Regions from separate parts of the Rattus norvegicus genome. Here region 2 is linked to region 1. Evidence: chromatin contacts called from public Hi-C data. All regions are on one chromosome and are shown on one strand. The core of a region is the stretch at or near the end of the contact, and the rest is flanking DNA. Distances in the headings are between cores, read along the strand shown. Region 1 overlaps F9 (coagulation factor IX). Region 2 holds the start of Atp11c (ATPase phospholipid transporting 11C).

What was found. Hi-C and Micro-C count contacts between places; a contact is called where the count stands out from the background.
Region 2: a Hi-C map of hepatocytes shows a contact between it and region 1, with 1.7 times the contacts expected there. The contact joins the promoter of Atp11c here to the enhancer-like site in region 1. A contact is called at or near these places in 3 of 12 Hi-C or Micro-C datasets (Schwann cells, hepatocytes and psoas muscle) and 1 of 1 datasets of contacts at active chromatin or transcription factors (oligodendrocytes).

The regions. Positions count from the first base shown.
Region 1 is chrX:143,405,352-143,411,227 of GRCr8, reverse strand. F9 (coagulation factor IX) reads right to left here. Exons shown (of 8, transcript NM_031540.1): 5 at 1,394-1,522. Among named protein-coding and RNA genes, the nearest start is that of F9, 20 kb to the right of the region's middle. Within about 2 kb of position 2,802, at least 2 of the 93 cell types and tissues checked have an H3K27ac peak or open chromatin away from gene starts, as enhancers often do. A contact at or near this core is called in hepatocytes, where this site is marked.
Region 2 is chrX:143,786,569-143,792,552 of GRCr8, reverse strand. It overlaps Atp11c (ATPase phospholipid transporting 11C), which reads left to right and starts at 4,146. Exons shown (of 31, transcript XM_039100444.2): 1 at 4,146-4,255; 2 at 5,140-5,238. The coding sequence starts at 5,212.

The sequences.
Region 1 (5,876 bases), core at 1,553-4,052:
GTGAAGAAGCAGGCAGAAGGCGAAGCACCGGACACTCTTCATTTTGTTTGTAGCAGATGCGCTTTTGTATTCTGGCCCTTTCTTTAATTTCCTCTGCCTGGTACATTGCTGAGATAGGTATCAAACCCACAGTTACAGGGGGAATGGTTCATAATTTAATGTACCAATCTAATAAAAGGTCTGCCTTTGGAAATATAAGAGAAACTATGTTTCGCTTGCTTTAAAAGTGTGCGTATATTTTATTTGGAAGTATGCTATATGGGTGTGGGCACACATATGTGCTGATGTGAGTGTCCATGTTTGCATGAGTGAAAGCCGGGGGTTAACATCAAACATCTTCATTTATTTCTCTGTTCTCCAAATTCCTTTTTTGAAACTGGATCTCTCATAGAACCTGGAGCTCACCATTTCTGGCTGGTCCTGTCTTCCCCTTCGCCTTCCGTGCTGGACTTTTAGATACTGTGTATCTGAACTCAGGTCCTCATGCTTGCATACTAAGTGCTTCATTTCCCTTCTGTTATTCTTACAAAGCTTATCTCCCTCTCTCTGAATCAAAACTGATTTCAGAGGTAAGCAATGAGTGTGGAGATGCTCTAAATACCGTAATTAGGTGTCAACACAGTGGCACGCTCACACAGCTGTGAAACATTGCCTTCCCCTTTAATGTAAAGACTGTATAGATCAGTCTCAAAAAGTAGAAGCAGTGGCTGGATCCACTCTGACAGCAAGTACAGAGACTCAGTTTATGACGCAAGTCAGGAAGTAATTTTCATAGACTGAAGTAGCTAGGCTCCAACAGACCTATGCTTAACATTTCGTATCTTTTATTTTTACTAGTATTTTTATGTCTCTTATAGTATGGCAATGTATTATTGACTTGATCTACTGAATGTCAAATATTGCACATAAAGATCACAGCAATCCATTTATTTATAATATAGAAATATAATGCAGAAAAAAATCATGGACCCAGAAATGAATTCAGGCTGTATATAATTATTAAAGTGTGAAATGATGGTGACATTTGGAAAATTAATTTGCTTTTTCAAGATGCTAATCTTTTGTGCAATTTCAAAAGGGAGCTGATGCAAGCAAGTATTGAAATAAGGAATAAGGGGGCAGAGGGTCTGAACGTGGGTTATAACTGGAGTTATGGTGGGTTAGTGAGCACCTACACATTAGCTCACTAAACCTCTATCTCCAGTTTGAGGGGATCTGATATCGTCTTTTTACTTCCACAAGCATTGCACACACATGGCATAAAAATACATGCACGCAAGAGACTCATAAAATGAAAATAAATAAATCATTTTGAAAAAGACTAAAATAATATAGTTTAAATACTAAAGATTCAAATGCAGATTTTCTTTAAAGAACTAATTTAGATTTTGACCTGCTGGTTCACAGGACTTCTGGTCTTCTGCAAGTTGGTATCCCTCAGTGCAGGAACAAATTATCTTGTTATCAGGGCTGTTTTTACAAAACTGCTTACACCTGCCATTTTTAATGCTACATGTTGCATCTAAAAGAAAAGAAAAGAAAAGAAAAGTAATCTAATGGCTCATTTGACATATAGTTCAAAAAATACGTGGAACTATGGTTCACGTATGGGTGAAACACAAGTTGAAGCAACGTGGGAGCCTAGAGCTAAGAGAAGAAAACTGAGGTAAAGTAAGTTTCTCAGTAAGGCATGGTGATGGTGTCAGCAATATTTTGATGTGTACAACAAAATATTTTGATATTTTACTTTAACTAAATCATGAACCACGATAAGAAACCTATTTATTAAAGTAAAACACAAATCCAGGGATGTCAATGAGACTTTTGTGTGAGGTTTCACAAAGTAGGTGCACCTGTTTAAATGCTTCACAGGTTAACAAATAGGACATTACCAGCTGCCAAAAGTCCCATTATGTCCCCCCCCAACCATTCTAACCTTCCTTCTTTACAAAAGTCGTTACCTGTGCTTCAAACATAGGAAACACCATTGATAGTTCAAAACTTTATGTAAACAGCACATATCTTCTTCTGTTTCAGGAATTTAGTTGGGAGACTCACCTATGTCGTTAGTAAAGCAACAGTTCCTTTCCCTGCCGTGTTTCTTTTGTATTTATACAGTGCAGCCAACTATTCTGCTGTTGAAAATACTCAGGTGCATGTGTGTGTATGTGTTTGTGTGATTCCAAAGAAGCACAGTATGTGTAGAGTACTTGCGCATATTACTAAGCATTCAATTTCTACACTGTTCCAAAATATATTTTCTGTTTATTATGGTATAAATATAATTGGTATTTTATTGCTTTCATATGCTTTTTTTGTATGTTCGTTTATTTAATTGCATAGTCCCATAAATCAGGGGAGGAAAATAAACTATTATCAGGGGAAGGGAACAAAGGAACAGACCTGAGATTCCATTTTTGCTACCATTAATCCACTAAATTTATGATAAAAAGATGGCATCTGGTCTTGTGGAATTCCTTAGTTTTGAGGCCCTTTCACCTTGTAAGCGGTGATAACATCTCTGGCGCTTTATACTTTTATTTTTTTGTTCTTGGCTATCACATTGTTGCTACAAAGCAATAGTAAAGTGTTCAGCCAAGTCAAATACTACCTGTAGAAAATGTTCCATCAAGTATGAGGTGGTGATAAGTTAAGAGAGGTGGGTGGGGAGAGCAGGCTAGTTGTGTCCAGAGCCAGTACAAAGGGAATGAGTAAAGTTGGTTTGATTTTGCTGTTCTGCTTCTGTGTCCTTGGTTAGGCAACGAGACCTCTGGATCTTTTGCCTGTTTGCTATTGCCCTTTCTGGCCCAGCATGTTGCTGCTGATCTTGATCTTTGGCTTGTTTGGTGCGTGTGGTAGGATGGATGGACTGCTGTAACATCAGGCTTTTGCCTGCAGTCACAAGCTTCAGGATTCTAGAAATAGAATTATAGCACAAGAACTTCCAGGGGAGAGGTCAATAGAGCAGGCCCTGAGAAACAGAATTGTACTCAGTCAATTATCCAGCTCTTAGATGCCACACACTAGGTTGGAGACGGGTTTCCCTTAGTCCCAAGGCTGGCCTAGAATATCCATTGAGGAACCTTTAAAGCATGTGTTTTCTTTCTCTTCCTGATAACAGAGGGTTAGCCACCAGAGCCATAAAATTTTTTTCTTTTGTTTAACAGGTTTGCCAGAAATCATCTTATTCAGCCAACCTCAACATTTTCCCAACCCCAAAATACATGGTAAATGAGAGAGCTGGATCTGGGGTGCTAGAACACCCAAAACAAACAACAACAACAAAAGGCCCTCAGAGAATAGTCTTTTGTTTGTAATTTTTTTCTTTCCACTTTGTTTTTCTGCACTCTTCAGAAGGAAAAGATTCTTGCAGACCTTGACCTTGAGCTGCCTGATAGACATTTGGATTTCTTCCAAAGCAGAGGGAATTCAAAGATAATTATTCTAGCCAAAGGGACCCAGTCGCCAGTGAATTCTTTCTTTCCTAACTAGACAACATGTCCAAATGTTCACTCTTTACTCCCACAACTGAGAGCCTGCCTGGTGGAGAGGGGAAAAAGAAAGCATAGGGCCTGCCACAGTGGACATTTTTCCTTTTCCAGGACAAGGTAAGGCATGGGCCCACACACCTCTACACTGTGATTCCTAGCGATTTTTCACATTTGTGTTTAGTTCAGCTGGAGGCAAGAAGCCTAAACTGGAGTTTGTGGATGCTTTGGTGTTGCTCTCTCCTCTAATGTCTGAGATAAAGAGTATTCTGACAGAATTCCCATCTTGTCTCTGAATCAGCTGAGCTGAAAAGAGTTTTTAAAAAACCCTTTCTCAAATTTGTTGGATCTGATCAATAGGCTAAGAGTGGTGGCAACTGCAATACAGCCACAGAGCCCTGACCAATCAGAAATGTGGGGACCAAGGACTATTAAGATGCTGCCAGTTGCAGATGTAGCACGTTTTCTCTGTGAATCATCACCTCCCCAACCACAGTGCACCCTATTATAGAACTCTGAGCTTATGTTCACATTCCTTGGTGCTGTTCTCTTCCTCCTTTTAAACTATCTTTTAAAACAAGATAGAGAGATGGAGAGCTGGCTCACTGGTTAAGAGTAGTTGCTGCTTTCTCAGAAAAACCAAGTTCAGTTCCCAAATCCCAGCTGGGGCTCACAGCCACCTTTTATGCTAGTTCCAGAGGATCTCCTGCCCTCTTCTGGCCTTTATGGGTATTGCATGCACATGGCACCCAGATAAACAATGCATACAAAACATCCTTAAACGTAAAATAAAACTAAATAAACCTTAAACTAGATAGAGACTAATGTTTTTAAAACTTTATAAATTAAAATGTATTTTATTATTATATTTTCACATGTATGTTTTATCTGCTTTTAAATTTGTGCACCATGTGTTTGGTGCCTGTGGATGCCAAAAGAGAGCTTTGGATCCATCCCTTGGAACTGGAGTTACAGAGAGGTTTGACCCACTATGTAGGTTCTAGGAGTTGAACCCACGTCCTCTGGAAGAGCAGCCGATGCTCATAACTGCTGAGCCATCTCTCCAGCCGAACATTTATGTTTTCAATAACCATCTACTACATTGTGACCTTCGCTCAGTGCAAAGACTGAGTTATTCATTCCCTTTACTTCAGAGTAACTACTCGAAGCATTCCTGTATGTATCTGGAATATGAGGACCGAATTTCACTGATTTGCAATTTGAAATTATAATCTTGCAGCCCAAATGGCACTTAGCGATGTTGAAGCAATTAACACACCCCAGGAGTGGAACTCAAGCAGCGGTTTATCTCCACACCAGGAATCCGAAACAAATGCAAGTCCAGCCTGAGTATGTTAGCTCACCACTTCATTTTGTCTCTTTAGATTCCTTTGTCCTTTCAACTTTCCTTTTTATCCTGAGATCTTTCAGATCTCAAAGAAAGATGATCAATGAACTTCCCTTCGGTACGGAAAAATATTACAGGGACTTTCATCCCCTTTTTCAATAGGACAAGTGCAGCTGCTGCCTTTCATTTTATGCCTTGTTCGTGTGTCAGAAAGATGGCCATGCTTAATAGCGTCCTACTACTTCTCTACTCTATCCTCAGCCATGTAGCCTGTGCTGTGAGATTCTTTCCCTCACATTGTGCCTCTCTGCTCCCAGGATTTCAGAGTGCAACATCTTTTCTTGGTACCAGTGCTTCTCTCAAGCACAATGTCATCAAGACTGCATCCAGAGGCAGTAAACAAGGAGATAAAGGACTTCGGGGTTTACTGCTCAAATGACCAAAGTATCAAAAAAGAAATATTCTAGGAAGGTAAAGAAAAATCTTACATTTGCACTTACTTTTTTCTTCTGTTACCCTTGGATATAATCAATACATCGAGTGAAGAAACAACCTCTGATTTTTACAACAAATTTAACCTATAAAATGCTTTGTTCACCTGGAGGAGTTCTGATTTCCGGGGGCCTGTTGTGCCCAGCTCTATAGGCTATTTGCTTACTTTACCTAAATCTGCAGTGACTCAGTCACAAGTTCAACTCTTTTTTTTTTTATTAACTTGAGTATTTCTTATATACATTTCAAGTGTTATTCCCATTCCCGGTTTCCGGGCAAACATACCCCTCCCCCCTCCCCTTCCTTATGGGTGTTCCCCTCCCAACCCTCCCCCCATTGCCGCCCTCCCCCCATAGTCTAGTTCACTGGGGGTTCAGACTTAGCAGGACCCAGGGCTTCCCCTTCCACTGGTGCTCTTTACTAGGATATTCATTGCTACCTATGGGGTCAGAGTCCAGGGTCAGTCCATGTATAGTATTTAGGTAGTGGCTTAGTCCCTGGAAGCTCTGGTTGCTTGACATTGTTGTACTTTTGGGGTCTCGAGCCCC
Region 2 (5,984 bases), core at 2,897-5,396, 380 kb before region 1:
GCGTCTGTACAGTAGCTTCCTAGAAATGGAGACTCAAATTTTATAACATTAGGATGTAACTGGAATACAGCACTTGTGTATCTGGCATGATGCCCTGGATTTTATCACCAATAAAATACATAGACACAGAGAGATACACACACACACACACACACACACACACACACACACACATGCACACACACTCCTCCTCAGTATATAGTCATTGTTCCTCCAGACATGTCTATTTATATTACTTAGTGAATTATTTTTACTTTTCAATTTTTATTGCTTTTCTGGGTTGAGATGCTTTCTTGCTTCCTGACCCTGACCTTTTAATGGACAATTCTCTAATACATCTATCTGCTCCTCCTTTTTGAAAGCAAAACCGTGAGCTCTTCCTCAATCACCTTAGACTTGTGCCATTCTCTATGTTTATGAACTTCACCTGTCAGTATCCTAGGATGTAATTAATATAGGGTACTTGTACCACAATAACAGGGAGACCCAGTGGCATCTAAAGAAATGTCATTTAAGCTAAGAACTGAAGTATGAATCCCTAAGATAAGTAAAAGCATTTTAGCAGAGATGGTTGCCTGTGTAAATGCTATTAGGAGAGAGGGAGAGCTTGGGAAACTCCATTAAGTAGAGCCTGGTAAGTCAGAGGGATAGTTGCCTACTTGAGGCTAGAAAAGAGAGCAGAGGCTGGAGAATTCAAGATCTTGTAGGTGATATTAGGGAGGACTCTGGCTTTTGTTAAAGGCAAAGTGAAGACCCTGAAAAGTCTTAAGAACGTCCGTGGTTTTATAGTATTTTGACAAAAAGTCTCTGTAGGCCAGACTGGTCTTGAACTCAAGGCAATCTTCTTGCCTCATCTTTTCTAGAACTAGGATTACAAGCATGAACCACCCTTCCACCTTTAGGGGAATGATTTGATCTATTTCCCAGAGATTTTGGGGGTTATTATGTGAACAGTGATTTGGGAAGGATCAACAGGAAGGATAATATGGACAAAGTTGGTCTTAAACATCAAGGGACAGCCTTGCCAAGGGGAACATTTTGCATATGTGAAAATTATCTTAGGAGATGGACCTGAACGCTCAGCATATGCAACTGAAGTTCTTCAACTTGTTGATAATGGGCAATTTAGACTCAGAAGAAACTCTTTTACTCTTTTCTCCTTTAAAAAATTTTGGGACTAAGTAGAAGATATAATTAATCCTTCCTGGCCATTTACTTCTGGCTGATTTACTGTATTCCTATTTGATGCCATTCAGGGACTGGCCTGCTGAACCATAGGGTCTGTTTGGCATTCCTTCTGGTGATCTTTCAGAGTAGGAGGTAAGAAGCTGCAAACGGCTTGGGGGTTAAGACAGAGAAGGGCTCCAAGATAGAAATGGGGCAACTGGATCACTCCTTCGAATTCCTAGGCTTCAAGCTTTCTCTCTAGTCAAGTTTAGGAGAGGTTAGATTCCTTTCTGAATTGCCTGGAAGCCATGGCTTCTGTTGCAGTCTGCTGACACCCTGCAATAGTTGGCATTATGTACCATTACTGGTCATGACAGTTTGAGCAGGAGGAAGGTGGTTTCTGTAGCTCTGTTTATGGAGTTGGCTGAATACACCTGCTAGCTGATGGTCTGCTTTTCATAGACATCCTCAGCACCTAGGTTTTCTTTGGAAACTGTGAAGAGGCACTGAAAGACCAAAAATAATTTCTTCCTGTCTTAAAAAAACTTCACAAAGGAAGGATTCTACGGGCTATTTGCAAGAGCAACTCTAATCTCAGGTTGAGCTTGAGGTATGGAAAAAATCGCTTTTTGCATAAATCTCATGTTTTGGTAAATACAGTTTGATTGGTTTGGAATTGCAATTTTATAGGGAAGCAAATTACTCAGGACTCAGGAGTATGGGTGTTGTGCTGCCATAAATTAAAAAGACAAAGAGATAGTGGAATCTAATAACAAATGAAATGTGAACAATGATTTTACTACGTCCCAAGGGATCTTAAATTCACCACTTTCAAAGCGCAGTCAAATTTACAAAGTTTTTCGAATGCCCATTTTTCAAAGTCTGCACAAACCTATGAGCAGAGTACATTTACTTCCATCCGCTTCACGGAGAAAGGATTTACCAGCGAAGCTCCCACCCCGAACTGTCTGAAACAGTTAAAGTTTACATTTCTTTGATAAAGATTCTAGATTTCTCCCTGGATGGCTATCAATCTTGGGGTTACAACCTGCGACTCAAGGCAGAGGTGGCCGCCCATCGTCAATAAGAGTTACAAGAGCCAAGTTAAAAGTGTAGAGCAGAAAAAGATTTAGGCAATGTGGTCACATTGATAAAGGACAAAGAAATCCAGTGGCAGCTCATTCAATACTTCTCCCCAAAGGACATGCACATCAAAACACTCTCAGGCAAAGTGTGGTCCCACCTAGCATTGACCTAGCCACATTATCATCTGGATTTTAGTTTCATATTGTAAGATGGTCTGACAAATCGTTAGAAATGTGTAGAATCTCTTCTCTGGACAAATTTCCCTTTCTGGCAGGGAGTTTTTTCATCACCAACTAGGGGATTCCCCTGTAAATTTCCATTCCTTTGGGATCCATTGTTTCAAAACTGTGATGTATAGTCAGACTGAGAGACACAAATGTCTCCTGAGAATATCTTTATTTCTGTCAGGCACATTACTGAGTGGTAATAACTCCCTTCACTTCCCCATTTTAGTATTAAGAATAGTGTCTGTCACATAAAAGTCAACTAATAACCAGTAAATGAATTTCTGTGTTCAGTACAAGTCAGGAAAAAACAACTTCACTTAAAAGCAATTCCTTGGAGTAGAGAGCACAGTATTATACATGTTGTCGATTAAGTATCCTACTATCTAATTAATACAAATGTTAAGAGTTCTTACAAATCCTTCCACACACCTTAAGTGTGGGCAGAAAGTCATAGCAGGGAAAGAAGAAATGGTGGACTTTACCTCTAGGCAGTTAGAGCCATTCAGGAACTAATTTAAGTCTCTTGCATTTGCACTTTATTGTGCTTGGGCTCCTCCTTGACCACAGAAACAGGGTCAAACTTCATAGCTTGTTTCTATGAATGCTTAGGGGTTAGCTTTCATTTGTAATGCCCCGCCCACAGGTGTCCTGGTTCCTGCTTGACAGAGTGGCTGTGTTCCTTTTCTTAGGCTGCACTGTACTTTCCAACTGACCTCTCCTTCTCTCCCCAGGACTTTGTTCCCTGGGCTCCTCCGAAGCCTTCCCACATGTCCAGGCTTGCATTATTCTCCAGCAGCTCTGTTTATAAGTTTGGCCCAATGAAAATTTCATGGTTTTCCGGAGAGTTTCCCAGGATCCTTTGCAAAGACATTGCCCTCTCCCCTGTTTCCTTTAGCATTAGAAATCATTACATTCTAACATGTAGGTTTTACATGTTTGTAGCTTGTAACTTCACTTCGGCCAGCCTACTGGGGAGGTCTTTTAAAACACATTGCTGTTTCCAGCTTCTAGAAAAAAAAAATGCAGTAAATGTTTGTTGAGATCAAACTATCCTTCGAGGGTAAAATGAGGAGTGCCCTAGCCTCCTCACATTAAAATCCCTTCAGGAGTTCACATTAGGTCAAGAGACTAGCTGAACCCAACCTTTCTAGGCTGGCGAGAGAACAGGCCTCTCTGTACAGAACTGCCTTTACCTACTTCTTTAATGTGTTTATAGAAGAATTGGAAAGTTCTCAGCTCACAGCCTAGGGCGGGCCTCCTCAGAGGATGGTGGAAAAAAAGGGTGAGAGCGTAGAGAACTGTCCGGGCTCAAGGGACTACTTGAGCAAGCTTTCATTTTTACGTTTTAAACTTTTGTGTATTATAATTGTTAAGTTAGCAAATTGAGGGCATGCAGGATTTCATGTGGCGTAAATGTTGAGTTCTGGGAAAGTTTTTCAGCACTCGGGGCTTTACGTAATTTATCCTCCTCATCACATTTCCCACAACTAAGAATCTACCCAGTGTTTCTGATTTCCACACGCAGCTGGTGGGTGGGAACCCTGGTTTAGCCAAACAGTCTCAGCAACACAGTGAGCAGACCCGTGTCGGGCATGTGGGGGAGCTCCCAGCCCACAGTAACAGCCCAAGAGAACCGATGGACTACAACTCCCAGGTTGCACTGGGAGCGTGGAAAAGGGCGGGCGATCAAGGAGAGGGTGGCAGGGAAATCCCGCCCCGCTTCGCAGCACCAACGACACAAAGCCCGACTTTACAACCTCCTAGAGAAAGTGGAAGTAAGAGGGCTTAGGCGGGGTAGACAGACGAAAGAAAACGCAAACCCAAAAAGCCCCAACCCAAACCCAAACTACGAGGTGAAGACGGCTTAGGTGGGACCCGAGAGGGGAGCGTCTCCCGTCTGTAGCCTAGGAGGGGGCGGCTTTTGTAACTACTCCCACCGCCCGCGCCTTGCCGCGCCCGCCCGCGCCAGGGTCTCCTCAGTCCCTGGCTAGTCCGGAGTCTTCCCTCAGGGAGCGGCCACTCCCGGGCAGGAAGCGGGCGCGTCCAGCAGCCTTGAGGCAGGCCACGCCAAGGCTCTTCTCAGCCAGAAGTGCTGGTCGGAAAGCGCGGGGCCGAGGAAGGACTGCCAGTGAAGCGGTGCCACGGACGAGTTAGGGCCGGGGTGAGGGAGAGCGTGGCTTCTCACAGACCCCTGGGAGTAGTGTCAGGCGAGGCGTGGGGACGCCCGAGAGGGGCGTCCGCTGGAGCTAGCGAGTGGGGAGTCGGGCGGGGGGCTTAGCGGCAGGACGAGTGTGAGGCGCGGGGTGCTGAGGCGGGCGCTAACGGGGAGTCTGGAGCGCCCCCCCCCCCGCAGGGAGAGCCGCGGCCGCTCCACCAACCCTCCCCCGCGCGCCCGGCTCGCTTCTAGGCGGGCTGCAGCGGGAGTGCCGGGCGGTGCTGAGGCCAGATAAGGGGAGCAACGGGGCCGCCGCCCCCGAGCCGGGCAGGCCGGGGCTGGGGGCGGGTCGCGGGGGAAGGCGGGGCGGGGCGGCGCGCGGGGGCGGGCGGGCGGTTGGGCGGCCGGGGGCGGGGGCGCGCAGAGGCGAGGAGGGCAGGCGGCGGGCTGGCGGCGGGGCAGGCGAGCTAGCTGTCCGCTTTGCGCCGCGGGCCCACGCCGCAGTGTGTTTTGTGGACGGCGCCTTCCCAGACAGCCCAGTGGAGCCCAGCCTGGCACCCCGCAGCCTCGGACGCGATGTTCCGCCGGACCCTCAATCGTTTGGTGAGTACACTTGCTGCGGCTCCACGCGTACCCCGGTGGCCGGTTCCCTGGCCCCCGCCGCTCCTTCCCAGTACCCGTGCGAGGGGACGAGTGGGACGCGCCAGCCCCTCTTCTCCCTCCTCTGCTTTTTAACGGAAACCCGGCACTCCGGGTGGCCTGGGTGGGGAGGCAGGTGGGGTTCTTGGCTGTCCCACCCCTGCTCCAGGACATTTCAGCCAAGGCTCCCCGGGGCTCTGAAGAACTCTGCCTCCTGACTGGGGATCGCCTCGGAGTGGCAGGCGCGCGGAACTCGGGGCGGGGGGCTCCCTGGGGCGGGGGGGGCTCAGTTTCCCAATTAGTAGAAGATGGCGTTGGATTATCGGGGAGGAAGCTTTCTTTTGTTTCCTCAGCCACGAGCACGTGGAGGTAAACCTAGACCTGTCACTGTGGCCCAAAAGAAGAGCTAGGGGTCTGAGAGAGCTGGAGGCTAAACCAGGGTTCAGCCTCGTCCCGGGTTCGGCCCGGTGGGGCGGCCGCTGACCAGAGGCCAGGCAAACTTTGAGGACTCAGCCTCTAAGCTCACCTTGAGGGCAAGAGAAAAAGCGAGGGCACGGTGGGCTGAGGCCAGCAAGCGACAGCGGGAGGCTGCACCAGCCTTGCAGAGCTTGGAGCTGAAGCCTCTCAGAGCTCCGTTGGTTCCAGACTTGGAATCCATCCGGTAGCTGAGCTCCTGGGGCCACGTTTTCAATCCCCTCCAAGACCCCAGA